2 separate regions of the Bombyx mori genome follow, and region 2 is linked to region 1. The links are chromatin contacts, called in public Hi-C maps. All regions are on one chromosome and are shown on one strand. Each heading gives the region's core, a stretch centred on a gene start, on an enhancer-like site or on the middle of the called end of the contact. The rest is flanking DNA. Distances are from core to core; before and after follow the strand shown. Region 1 overlaps LOC101741854 (calmodulin-A). Region 2 overlaps LOC101747022 (membrane-bound alkaline phosphatase-like).

What was found. Hi-C and Micro-C count contacts between places; a contact is called where the count stands out from the background.
Region 2: a contact with region 1 is called in a Hi-C map of whole pupa, with 7 times the contacts expected there. The contact joins two enhancer-like sites. A contact is called at or near these places in 2 of 7 Hi-C or Micro-C datasets (middle silk gland and whole pupa).

The regions. Positions count from the first base shown.
Region 1 is chr8:13,563,124-13,569,416 of ASM3026992v2, reverse strand. It overlaps LOC101741854 (calmodulin-A), which reads right to left. Exons shown (of 8, transcript XM_038012378.2): 8 at 6,039-6,293. Among protein-coding and RNA genes, the nearest start is that of LOC101747022, 9.1 kb to the left of the region's middle. Within about 2 kb of position 3,411, at least 8 of the 8 cell types and tissues checked have open chromatin away from gene starts, as enhancers often do.
Region 2 is chr8:13,610,242-13,616,534 of ASM3026992v2, reverse strand. It overlaps LOC101747022 (membrane-bound alkaline phosphatase-like), which reads right to left. Exons shown (of 8, transcript XM_021346269.3): 4 at 4,369-4,538; 5 at 2,481-2,648; 6 at 911-1,076. Among protein-coding and RNA genes, the nearest start is that of LOC134199298, 25 kb to the left of the region's middle. Within about 2 kb of position 3,199, at least 2 of the 8 cell types and tissues checked have open chromatin away from gene starts, as enhancers often do.

The DNA.
Region 1 (6,293 bases), core at 2,162-4,661:
ACACAGCCCACTGAGTTTCTCGCCGGATCTTCTCAGTGGGTCGCGTTTCCCATCCGGTGGTAGATTCTGCGAAGCACGGCTCTTGCTAGGGTTCGTGTTAGCAACGTCGTCAGGTTTGAGCCCCGTGAGCTCACCTACTAGTTAAGGTTACGCTGGAATAGCCTCTCAAGGCGACCAGCTTAGGTAGGAAAAAAAATCGCTGTCGAGAACGTTAAAAAACTCGCACTAAGCACACAGAACTGTAAGTTTGGCGGCGCCATTCACCACATTTGAACGTCCATTTGACCTGGAGCACGTAACGCATTGCTTAATTATACATGGCTTTGACCTGGACAGGCCACAATTGAAATGTAAGTGCATTTGCCCTTGACTTTCGTTATATAACTGCACAAATAAACACGCTGAATGTATTGTTGAGAATAATTGACGCAATCAATTTCGGCTACTTATTAACCCTTTTAGTGCTGTGTTTATTTTCAGATATTTTCCAAAAATAGGCTACAGGATTTTTGAAAAAAAAGTATCTTTTAAAGAAATTTTGATTAAATTTTTTTACAGAAATCAATGCTAAATTCACAGCAAAATAATTTTAAATGGTTAAAACGTTATAGATGCGCAAACTAAGACACGTCCGTACATGTCGATACGTAAACTACCCAAATATTTATCAAACTACCCAAATATTTAGTTAGTATTCAGACGCTCCGCATTTTGTACGCATTGCCCCCATTGTTGATCGAAGCCCCCAAAGCGTGAACACCTCGCAGGAAGATCAGCCCCTGCCTGAAAAAACAAGGTCGACGGTCCAAGTCTGGTTTGTCGGATCCGAAGCCCATAAAAAAAGGATAAAATATAACGAATCTAAACATAAGAGAAATAAATAATAAGAGATAATATATTTTATTGCCCTTGTAGGCAGACGAGCATTCATGAGCATAGACAGGCGAAAGCATTATGGTAAGTGGTACCGTCGCCCATGGACTTCAGCAACCAGGGGTAGAGGCAAGCCGTTGCCTACAGTTAATCTAAATTATAGCTAAAGAAATGCTCAAACTTAAATGTTTCAGTTACTTTTTCACGACCGCTAACCCTATACTACACTCAATAGTGCATTTCATGTTGTGATCTGGTGGTGTGTCTATGGAATTTTGTTACCAACTATCCAAGGTTTCTGCACTTGTCCATTGATCTAGTGCAAGAATGAGGAACACGAGGCCCGTCAAGTATTTCTAAAATTGAATTTATTTTATCGACTTTCTCCCATCAATTCGGTTTTTCTGTTCTTTTATTCTTTTTTTTTGTATTTTTTTTATTCTAATGTTTATTATGAATAAAGTTTTATATAATATGTGGGGCCAGTCAAAAAAATTTAAAATTTTATTTAAAATAGTTGCTCATCCCTGATCTAGTGCAATAAATAGAATGATGATGGTGGACCGGATCACGAGTTTCTTCAACTTAACAATGCCATTCATGACATTACTATTCAATAATACTTCCACTGTCGTAAATCATATAAAAAAAGAATGTGGTGTCGTGGGACACCAGGTAGGAACGAAGTTCCTTCGGCTAATGTAGAATCGACACAATTTGCAAAAAAAAATCGTGCTCAATTTTATGTAGGTTATCTTGATTTTTCTCTTAAATTTTGCTGATTAGTTTTTATTTAAGTATAGGAAAGTATTTAGGAAATTCAGTATTTTAGGAAATAATAAATTACGTAAAATAGAAAGAGAATGGATGAGAGAACGAAAAGAAAGAGGGAGACAGAGAAAGGTATTATACACTACTCGCTTGTGTATGCGACTGTCGCGCCTGCGCACGTCGCATTTAACGGTTTTATTCCACGCACTTTTTTCCACGGATTTTTTCTTACGGTTTTACTATCACATTTTTTTCAGTTCGGTCGCCCAAACTTTCCCATTTCATTTCCCATTAAACAAAAAAAATGTCTTCATACTTAATATAATTTTTTTAATCTCTGCGATAACCTCATGACTGCGGCATTACAAGGAACGGGATTTAATGTAAGAACGATAAAATATGTACGTAATTACATTTATTAAAATATATTTATATATACGTTATCTATTCAGCGCGTTGTAATCGTTTTAGGTTTGAGTTAAATTAATTTGGATTCAATCTTTAATATGACACTTTCTGTTTACGTGATTTTCGTGTAAAATAAATACTTTTTTTTTCATTGCTTAGACCACCACCCCGCCTATTTCCGCCGTGAAGCAGTAATGCGTTTCGGTTCGAATTGTGGGGTAGCCGTTGTAACTATACTGAGACCTTAGAACTTATATCTCAAGGTGGGTGGCGCATTTACGTTGTAGATGTCTATGGGCTCCAGTAACCACTTAACACCAGGTGGGCTGTGAGCTCGTCCATCCAACAAAGCAATAAAAAAAAATTTATGCCACACACCTTGAGATATAAGTTCTAAGTTCTCAAGTATAGATACAACGGCTGCCCCACCCTTCAAACAGAAACGCATTACCGCTTCACGGCAGAAATAGGCAGGGCGGTAGTACCTACCCGTGCGGACTCAGCGTTGTCAGGATATTGTAGTAAGTTAGGTTTAGTCGTCGCGGCCTAAAGGATAAGACGTCCGGTGCATTAGTATCTAGCGATGCACCGGTGTTCGAATCCCGCAGGCGGGTACCAATTTTTCTAATGAAATACGTACTTAACACATTTTCACGATTGATTTCCACGATGAAGTAATAACATCGTGCAATAAAAATCAAACCCGCAAAATTATAATTTGCGTAATTACTGGTGCTATAGGACCTCTAGAGATCCCATTCCACGACGCCCTTCATGCGGCCAATGATCGGAGGCGCTGGCGGGACATCACAAGGAGTAAAATCGTGTCAAATTATAATGGTCACGACCCTCAGCAGTGAGGAAACGACGCGAGGAGGAGAAGATAGGACCTCTTGTGAGTCCGCACGAGTAGGTACTACCGCCCTGCCTATTTCTGCCGTGAAGCAATAATGCGTTTCGGTTTGAAGGATAAGGCAGTCGTTGTACTGTAAAAAAACAGAGAACTTAGAACTTATATCTCAGGGTGGGTGGCGGCCTTTACGTTGTAGATGTCTATGGGCTCCGCTAACCACTTAACACCAGGTGGGCCGCGAGCTTGTCCACCCATCTAACTAATAAATATATACATATATAGAATAGCAGACGACAGCCACGATTCCATAAGCTAACGGTACACTTGTGTAATCTCACGAACGTAAGCAAGTGTCTTTATTAATTTATGTCTCTGTAGCTTGATAAAATTACACTAAAAATTATCCATCACCATGCTATTTACAACTCTACTGCCACACCTCAGGCGCATGCCGCGTGGTGGCGTCGTGTGGTGTGTCAAGACGGAGCGATCTGATTGGTTGTACTGTGGCAGCACGTGCTCAAATATGACGTCATTAGGCAGAGCCGTACTCTGTGCAAGTTAGTAGGGGCTTTAAATGATTAATCGAAGGAGGAAAAAGGTTTTTTTTTGTTTGGTAATTCTGAAATCAATTCTTGGCTTTGCTTTCCAAAGGACTCCGAAACTATCGCTCGAAATGTCGACCCCAAGTATCCCGATACTCTAGGAAGGTTGCAGGGATACTCCTTGGAATTGCGGCGCCATGACAAAGGGTCCTTCTTTGCAGTGATTGCGCAAACTTGTGTCCCTTAACAGGACACAATCTCAACCAAGTTCAATTCACCCCATTCGGAGACTCGCCCCAGAGAGTTCTCCACTTCAGACACAAGTTTTGATCGTCTCTCTTGCACCACGCTCCGAGAGAGACTCTGATGGCCGATATATCGCGCATCCCCCGTGCTGTCATCTGCATAGCGATGCATGCCATCATAGAAAGCATGTCATTGATATACAGGATGAAAAGCGTGGGGGAGAGCACTGAACCTTGTGAAAAGCCAGCGTTAATGGTCATGGTATCTGAACAGTCACGTCTACAACGACCGTGATACTCCGCCCATCCAAAAAGCTAGTGATCCACTTGCAGAGACCCTCGGGGATTCCGTAAGATGGTAGCTTTGACAGAAGTGCCCTATGCCAGACCCTGTTGAAGGTCTTCGCGATATCAAGGCTCACAGCAAGAGCCTCGCCCTTGCTCTCCAAAGCTTCAGCCCACCTGTGAGTAAGGTATACAAGAAGATCGCCAGCTGAGCGACCGTGACGGAAACCGCACTGTCAGTCACTGATCAGCTGGCGATCTTCAAGATACTTCAGGAGTTGTATATTTATTATCCGCTCCATCACCTTGGAAAGCAAAGAAGTTATCGCGATAGGCCTATAGCTCGATGAGTCCGACCGTTCACCCTTCTTGGGGATAGGGTGGAGGAGGGAGGTCTTAAATGAAGATGGAATCCTGTTAGTGCAATAAGAGAGGCGATACAAACGCGTTAGCGCAGGCGTCATCTCAGGGGCGCACGTTTTCAGAACCACTGCAGGGATGCTAATAGCCTTAGTTTAATTGAGCTCGTCCGCCCATCTACAAGAAATTTAAAAAAACCAACGCCTCGCGAAAAACGAAGAAATTACTTTAATTAATTTGGGATCAAAAAACACTTCGATACGTCCTCCTGTTTACAACAATTTACGTTGACGAGTCGTTTCAACGAATGACATTTTGTTATCATGTTTTTTTTCTTCTTATTACAGCTGATAGTGTAGTCTCTCGGCTCATCCGGCCGTTGAATTAATTTAGATAATTTCGGTACCACGCCCGTATTTCTGGGGAACGAATATATTGCGTAATTGTCTAGAAATCGCGATGTTATCTTTGTTCATGTCAGTCACCTATTGTCGTTCTAATTTAGATCGTAATATAGAGTTATTCCTATCGAATAAAAGTTATGTCATTAAAATCTTCATACTATGGTCTTGTGAACAACCGAGTCACTTAGTTTTGTTATTTTAAAAGGGGAATTCATATTGAAAAATGGCATTACATAGACACGTATTGGAATGCTGTATGTAAATATATTATGTCTATTCTCACTCCTTTACTGTGCACGCGGTCAGACTGTGGAATTCGTTGCCGGCTGACATCCGAGTTTGCAAGTCTGTTTCCGTTTTTAAATACAAGGTCAAACAATTTTATCTATCATCAACCGAATGATCATGGTTCTATACTCTTCGCATATACGAGTGTTACTGTGTTACTTATAATATTTGCTATGTGTATGTGCTATAATTCTCATGTTGTATTTGTTATTTTAGTTATGTGTTATTTGTTCTACACACACTTATCACTTTTTATTATTATTCTCATTATCCTCTCGCAGGTCTGCTGGAAGAGATTTCTCAAAGAAATAAGCAGTGCCTTTGTACATAATTTTCCTATTACTCTGTACTGTGTCTTGTTTTCTGTGTGTACATAAATAAATAAATAAATAAATAAAAAAAATTTGTCGTATGCACACGAGCCCACTCCACTAAAGATCTTTCATCCTCCAGAGTGTGTTTACATAGCATTAATTTTCCAGCTAGGCAGGTCTGACTAATCTGACTGAATAATCCGAGTGGATGGACACTTAGTGGGGCCTGTGTAAAAGCTTCTTATCTCAATTAGCGTTGTGCTTACAAATTATATTTTTTTAATATTGTGTATAGACAGTAATGACATACGGCAATGAGAGGCGGTCGCTCATTAAGGGCTTTATCGGAGGACTCAAAGTTACTCAGAGAGTTACGCGCGCCCTTGATATCAAATCAGGAATGAGGAGATTCACAGAACAATGCTAGCTGATACAAGACGAAGGATTGCGGTAGCAAAAAGTTCTTGTGTGGATAGTTTGGCGACCCTCATAGTGGACCGACAATCAACCGATGGTCATCTACTGAAAATCCTAAGAACTTCACTTTTTTTTTTAATTTGTTCTTTGAGTATGATATGCAGATATTCAAACAGCCTAAACACCCTCTTGTAAATTCCGTTGTGTTTGTTAAGTACGCTCCGAAATCTGCTAATTTTCACGTTTCGGATTATTATAAAATAAAACAAGAAATATTCATATTTCATTTTTATTAAAACCATTCTCTTTAAACGAAGCCTGTATAACCATCTAAGTACATCGAATTCCTAACACATATTATAGCTACTGACAACAATACATTCTTTTTTTCGAACCGTACTTATTTAAATTGTTTTTGTTTTTTTTTTGCAACTCGTCCGCATTATTTAGCTGACAAGTCGATTCGCAAAAAGTTTGAGTATTAAATTAGGCTTCTCATACTTTTGTTTGAGTCGATTACATTCAAAAGT
Region 2 (6,293 bases), core at 1,950-4,449, 47 kb before region 1:
TCGGACACGCTGCTCCGGTCACCTTGGATTAAACACAATTTTTTTTTCTATTACTTAGATGGGTGGACGAGCTCACAGCCCACCTGGTGTTAAGTGTTTACTGGAGCCCATAGACATCTACAACGTAAATGCGCCACCCACCTTGAGATATAAGTTCTAAGGTCTCAGTCTAGTACTACGCATTACTGCTTCATGGCAGAAATAAGCAGAGTGGTGGTACCTACCCGTGCGGACTCACAAGAGGTCCTACCACCAGTGATTACGCAAATTATAATTTTGCGGGTTTGATTTTTATTACACGATTCTCTATCGTCCATCCGTAGCTTTAGTCACAGCTCTTATTCCATTAACTTAAGTACCGATAAAGCGAATCTGGACTTGTTTATTTCAGTCGCAAAAAAGAAAATTTTCGCTCACAAGTTAGACAGACAGCTTAGACTTCGAACGTAAGTCAAAGACGGGATTAATCATTAATGGTTGTGGTGGACATGTTGAGTTCCTCGATGGAGTAACAGCATCGAGTAATAATGAACCTTATCAATAAAGGGTAATGTTAATGATAGAGCAAATTATAAGGGCACAGACAAGCACCTACTGCCCGGGAAGCGTCATGGGTTCAGTTAAAAGGACATGTCATAGCGCTCGGGAACACCCTAGAGGGGAGCTCATTCCAAAGAAAATATTTCTGTAAGCGCACTGTGGATGAACGCAGTGGCTCCAGGTAGTAAGGATGAACTCTACTCCGGTGGCGGGTGGTGCGATGGTAAAAAGGAGATGATGGGATCATCTCAGACAATTCCTCAGAGCACTCCCCATGGAACATACGATACAAAATACAGAGAGAGCTGAAGTCCCTTCGCACACCAAGAGGTTCCAAACGATCCGTAAGTATGGGATTATCGACAATCACCTTCAACGAACAGGAAATATCCCTTCGGGTTCCTGCTGAGCATTTTGATGGCCACTTCCACCATCTCTTCCAAAGTCGGCTCGTCTTCTGCCTTCAAATGGTACGCCATGTGGTCAGTGTTGAACAATCCCAGGAGGTATTCGGGTAAATCATCAGAATTGTATACCTGAAATATTCAAGTTTCATTTAACATCGTTATTAACAGTGTCAGTATATATTATGTCAATAATCAATATAACATTGACGTTGTATTCAAAGTTTATTCATTTAGAACGAAACTCCTGGTAAACCTTTGTTAGACTACACTGAAATTTATTCTGCTTATGGTGAAATGATTTCTAATTATGGTAACTTCAGTACTGGCTTTCTTTCTCTGTAGGTATAGTTCTAAATAAATCTAACGAAATCGTATTAGTTGCTAGTTGCGCCATCTATTGACGAATATTTAAAGCACACCAATAATTTTATCTTTGCTAAAACTCAATCGTACTCGGGTGATTTTAACTTAGTTCTTACTACCACTACTAGATGTCTCTGTTATAAATAACTTAATTTTTTGATATAACTAAATTTCAGTATCAATCAAAGCTAACGGTCTTCGATTTTGGGAGCATTTCCAAGTACTACTACTCCAAGTCTGATATGAGGGTACATGACCACTGTCTGTCTAGCCCAAGTGCGACAGAAAACCAAATACATCATTATGTATCAACAAATAAATAATAAATACTTAGGAACATCAAAATGAAAAAGACGATCGATTTAATTAGCTAACGTAGTAGATAATAATATGTAGGTAACATAAGATTTTTTTTTAATTCCATAAGCCTGTGTGCTAGGTCACGGCTCACCAGGCATTAAATGGTTGACGATGTCCAAAGACTCTCTTCGATACTGATCCGTGAATGCCGACACTCACCTTGAGACATGAGGCCTCAGACTGAAATACAACTGTTCCCCCACCTTCCAAGCTTAAACGCGTCATTGCTCCGCGGCTGGAAGGCGGGATGAAGTTCCTTCCCGTGTGCGTTAACATAGATGCCCTCCCAATCAAATTTAGCCCACTCAGTTTACGTCATATCTTCTCAGTGGGTTGCGATTTCTATTCGGTGGTAGATTCTACGAAGCACTGCTCTTGCTAGGGCTAGTGTTAGCGAATTCTCTCAGGTTGAGCCCGTGAGCTTACTTACCAGTCCGGGCGTAGCTGAAATAGCCTCTTAGACTACCAGCGAATAGATAGATAAAAAAAAATCGGTTGTCTGTAAAGTCGGTTTACTGACGATAGTTGAACGTGACAACGTCATAAGAAAGTACTGATGGAATGGTTTCATTTTTCAATTAACGCAATTATCATTGCTATAAACAATTGACACCACATTCACTTTTCACCGAACTTCATACTTGACGAAAACATGTAAATGTATTATTGTATAGCAGCTGTCCACGCGGATGCATCGCTCACTCAAGTCGCCTCAGAGCGAGGTAACGCCGCATGAGTCATGTTTTTTCGTGCGTGCAGCCGGCTCCATCGAATTATAAGACGTTGTCACGTCAAAAAATATCTACAGACCTTCAAGAGCTCCAGTCTGTCTGTCACGTACTGATGGCTCACATTCTTCTGGAGCTTATCCACGTGCCACAGCTCGGTTAGATCCACTCCATCAACCCGTTTCCCGGTGTTGTTACCAAAGCCAGTGACGTTCGGGAGGAATTCTCGTCTGCCGCCGCCCAAGATGACCTGGAAACAAATGTACAGGCTATTCACTATGGCTATGCGTTTCGGCTTGAAGGGTGCGGCAGCCGTTGTAACTATACTGAGACCTTAGAACTTTTAACTCAAAGTGGGTGGCGCATTTACGTTGTAGATGTCTTTGGGCTCCAGGAACCACTTAACACCAGTTGGGCTGTGAGCTCGTCCACATCTAAGCAATAAAAGTTTTAAAAAAGAAAACAATTATTAAACGCATAAGCTTATTGATTTTAAAGATTTTTTTAGCAGGTATTAAGTAAGTATTTGTTATATAGTTATTGATGTCTGACGATTTTTTTTAATGTTTTTTGCCCTTGTACGCGTACGAGCACACGGTCCACCTGATGGTGAGTGGTTACCGTTCCATGGACGTAAGCAATGCCAGGGACAGAGCGAAGCCACTGCCTGTGCAGCCGAGCCGCTGCCTGCCTTGCATTTTGTAAATAATGAAACTGAGTTTTATTTTATTTTATTTATTAACAACATCTTCACAAAGCAGAAGATAAGCTACGGAATTCTTTTGTCACTTTAAAACAAATTAATTACTGCAGCACGACTTATTTTCACGACTACATTTGATAAGGCCATCACGACATCACTAATAAAATACATTGTGGTTTTTTTTTATTCTGAGATACGATTTAAAAATAAATAGTCGTCCTGGCCTAAAGACGTCCGGTACATTTGTATCTAACGATACAACAGTGTTCGAATCCCGCAGGCGGGTACCGATTTTTCTAATGAAATACGTACTAATAAATGTTCACGATTGACTTCCACGGTGAAGGAATAACATCGTGTAATAAAAATCAAACCCGCAAAATTATAATTTGCGTCATTACTAGTGGTAGGACGTCTTATGAGTCCGCACGGGTAGGTACCACCACCCTGCCTATTTTTGGGGTGAAGCAGTAATGCGTTTCGGTTTGAACGGCGGGGCAGCCGTTGAACTGTTTATTTATTTAAAATCTTATTAACTACACAATTTAAAAAAAAAAGGATATTAAAAATACATTTTTTTAAAAACACTATATAAAAATAGACTGCCGCTGATGGCGGTGTCTACGACACAAGCCACCAGTGGTTAGGACTCCAGAGAGAGAAACCTCACAATATCGAGGATAACTACCTTCTGTATCAGGCCCCTAACCCAGCTGGATAACGAAAGTTTCTTAAGATGTTGATCGAAACTTTTCGCTATCAAACCGTGTACCGACACAACTATTGGAGAAATGATGATTGAATCAACATGCCACATGGCGGTAGTCTCGTGGGACAGGTCTAAATAAATTATAAATTGTCCTTTTCTGCCTTCGCGAGGTTCTCGTCACGATGAATGGTGACATCAACCAACACTGCTCGATGCGCAGACCGATCTATTATCACGATATCAGGCTTATTGCCAACAATATACCTATCCGTGATAATAGATCGGTCCCAGTAGAGTGTAACATGACCATTATCAAGAACCGGTTGAGGTTGGTATTGGTAATAAGGTACACTAGAATCAAGAAAACCCTATTTCAGGGCAGTTTGTTGATGGATAATCCTAGCCATTTCGTTAGGTCTATGCAAGTAACCGCCATTAGCAAATCGAGAACAGCCAGAAACAATATGTCTAATAGTCTCCTAGACGGTAGCATGGCCGACAAATGTTGACCGTCGCATCCTTTATATTTATTATCATTATTATTATTATGATCGTTACCTTGAACTGTCTCCCTGGGTTGTCCATGACGAGCTGGTACGCGATATCCCGGCAGCCAAGGGTCAGGCACTCCGCTGGTACATCAACGTCCGACTCCCAATTTCTCTCGGAAACGTGAGCATACATGCCGGCGGGTGAGGCGTGCGTCACTCTAGTTGTTGTAACCAAACCTGAAAACGAATGAAAATGTAAAGAAAAACTATCAGTATCATCGTAAAGGAATGTATTTCTTAGGCAGCGGCTTGGCTCTGCCCCTGGCATTGCTGAAGTCCATGGGCGACGGTAGCCACTGACCATCAGGTGGGCCGTATGCTTGTCTGTCTACAGTGGCAATAAATAAAAAGTTAATTGCGCTTTGACGTCGATAGGTAGGTACTTAAAAACTATAGTCGAGATATAGATCAAGAGATTAGTGGTAATAACGTTGTGATATCCATGGGTTACAGTAACCATTTAACATCAAGCGGACCGTGACCTCGTCCACTCATTTAAACAGTAACAAAACAACATGGCTTCCATAATTCCAAATCGAGCAAGTCAAATTCGGTTTTAAGCAGAGACATAAAACTTTATATGTGATTATATAATTCGGTTTTCATGCATACAGTCTAAAATTACAACTTCATTAAATAAGGTTTAAATGTAGAAAAATATATCTATACATATAAAAAAAAATATTGGAGTGTCTGTTTGTAATATTGAAATAACACTTTTTACGACATACATAAGAATATATATACGGTACATACACCAAAATAATTTTTTTTACAATTTTTGTCTGTCTGTTTGTTCCGGCTAATCTCTGGAACGGCTGGACCGATCATGACGAGACTTTCACTGATATGTAGTTGATAATATAAAGAGTAACTTAAACTACTTTTCTTAGACTAGCTTCGCCCCGCGGCGTCACCCGCGGTACGACAATAACCGCGGGAAACATCGCGGGACTCAGCTATCAGCAATAATAAAAATTAATGTTTCCGAAGCGAAGCGAGGGCGGGTCGCTAGTATTTAATAAAAAAAACATTCTGCTCTTGTACTCCGTCATAGAACTTAAGGTTCGGAACAAAACGATCGACTAATAACAATCATTGACTGTGGTAAGAGAATATAAATGTTAAAATTAATAACTGCTTAATGTCTGTGTGACTATATAAGTAGTAAATTGTTCTATTGTTCGCCAGTTAGAAGTGAATGTTGTTCTATTAGATTAACTTATGCTTTGTGTCTTCCGATTAAAAAAATATATAAAATATCAAAATATGGCAATCTTTTTTATTTGGTTACATGTTACTTTGTATGCATTATTTTTTTTCTGCTGTATATTTTTAATTGAATTAAGTTTAGTTAAATTGCTAATAGGTCATGCTCTCCCTAATACACTAGTGGGAATGCTCTACTCTTCTATACAATCTATATATTAATACGTGAAGCAAAAAATTTGTACCCTTTTTACGAAAATTGCGCGGACGGAGGAGTATGAAATTTCCCACACTTATAGAGAATAAAGAGAAGGCGTGCAGAGTGTTAATTTTTTTAAATTATCTATAACCATGTATTTGTACTACCATGTATTTGACACACACACGCAGCATACTATTTGTATATTGTCTAACTTTTCTTAATGCTTATAGTCTGTTGAGAATACATTAAAATTAAATATTTTTTATCTTTACTAATATATGTCTAAAGTGTAGTCTTGGCGAAATCTGTGATTATAGAAGTATAATAAAGTTCTTTGACAATAGAATCACAACAGTGTACAAGCTTATAATTTCAATTAATTAAAGTCGAATCTCGACTACCGGGGGACCACTAATTACATTAATTTTATGTTCAATATCCAAAAAATGGGTGGGATATAGATGGCTGGACGAGTTCACAGCCCACCTGGTATTAAGTGGTTACTAAAGCCCATAGACATT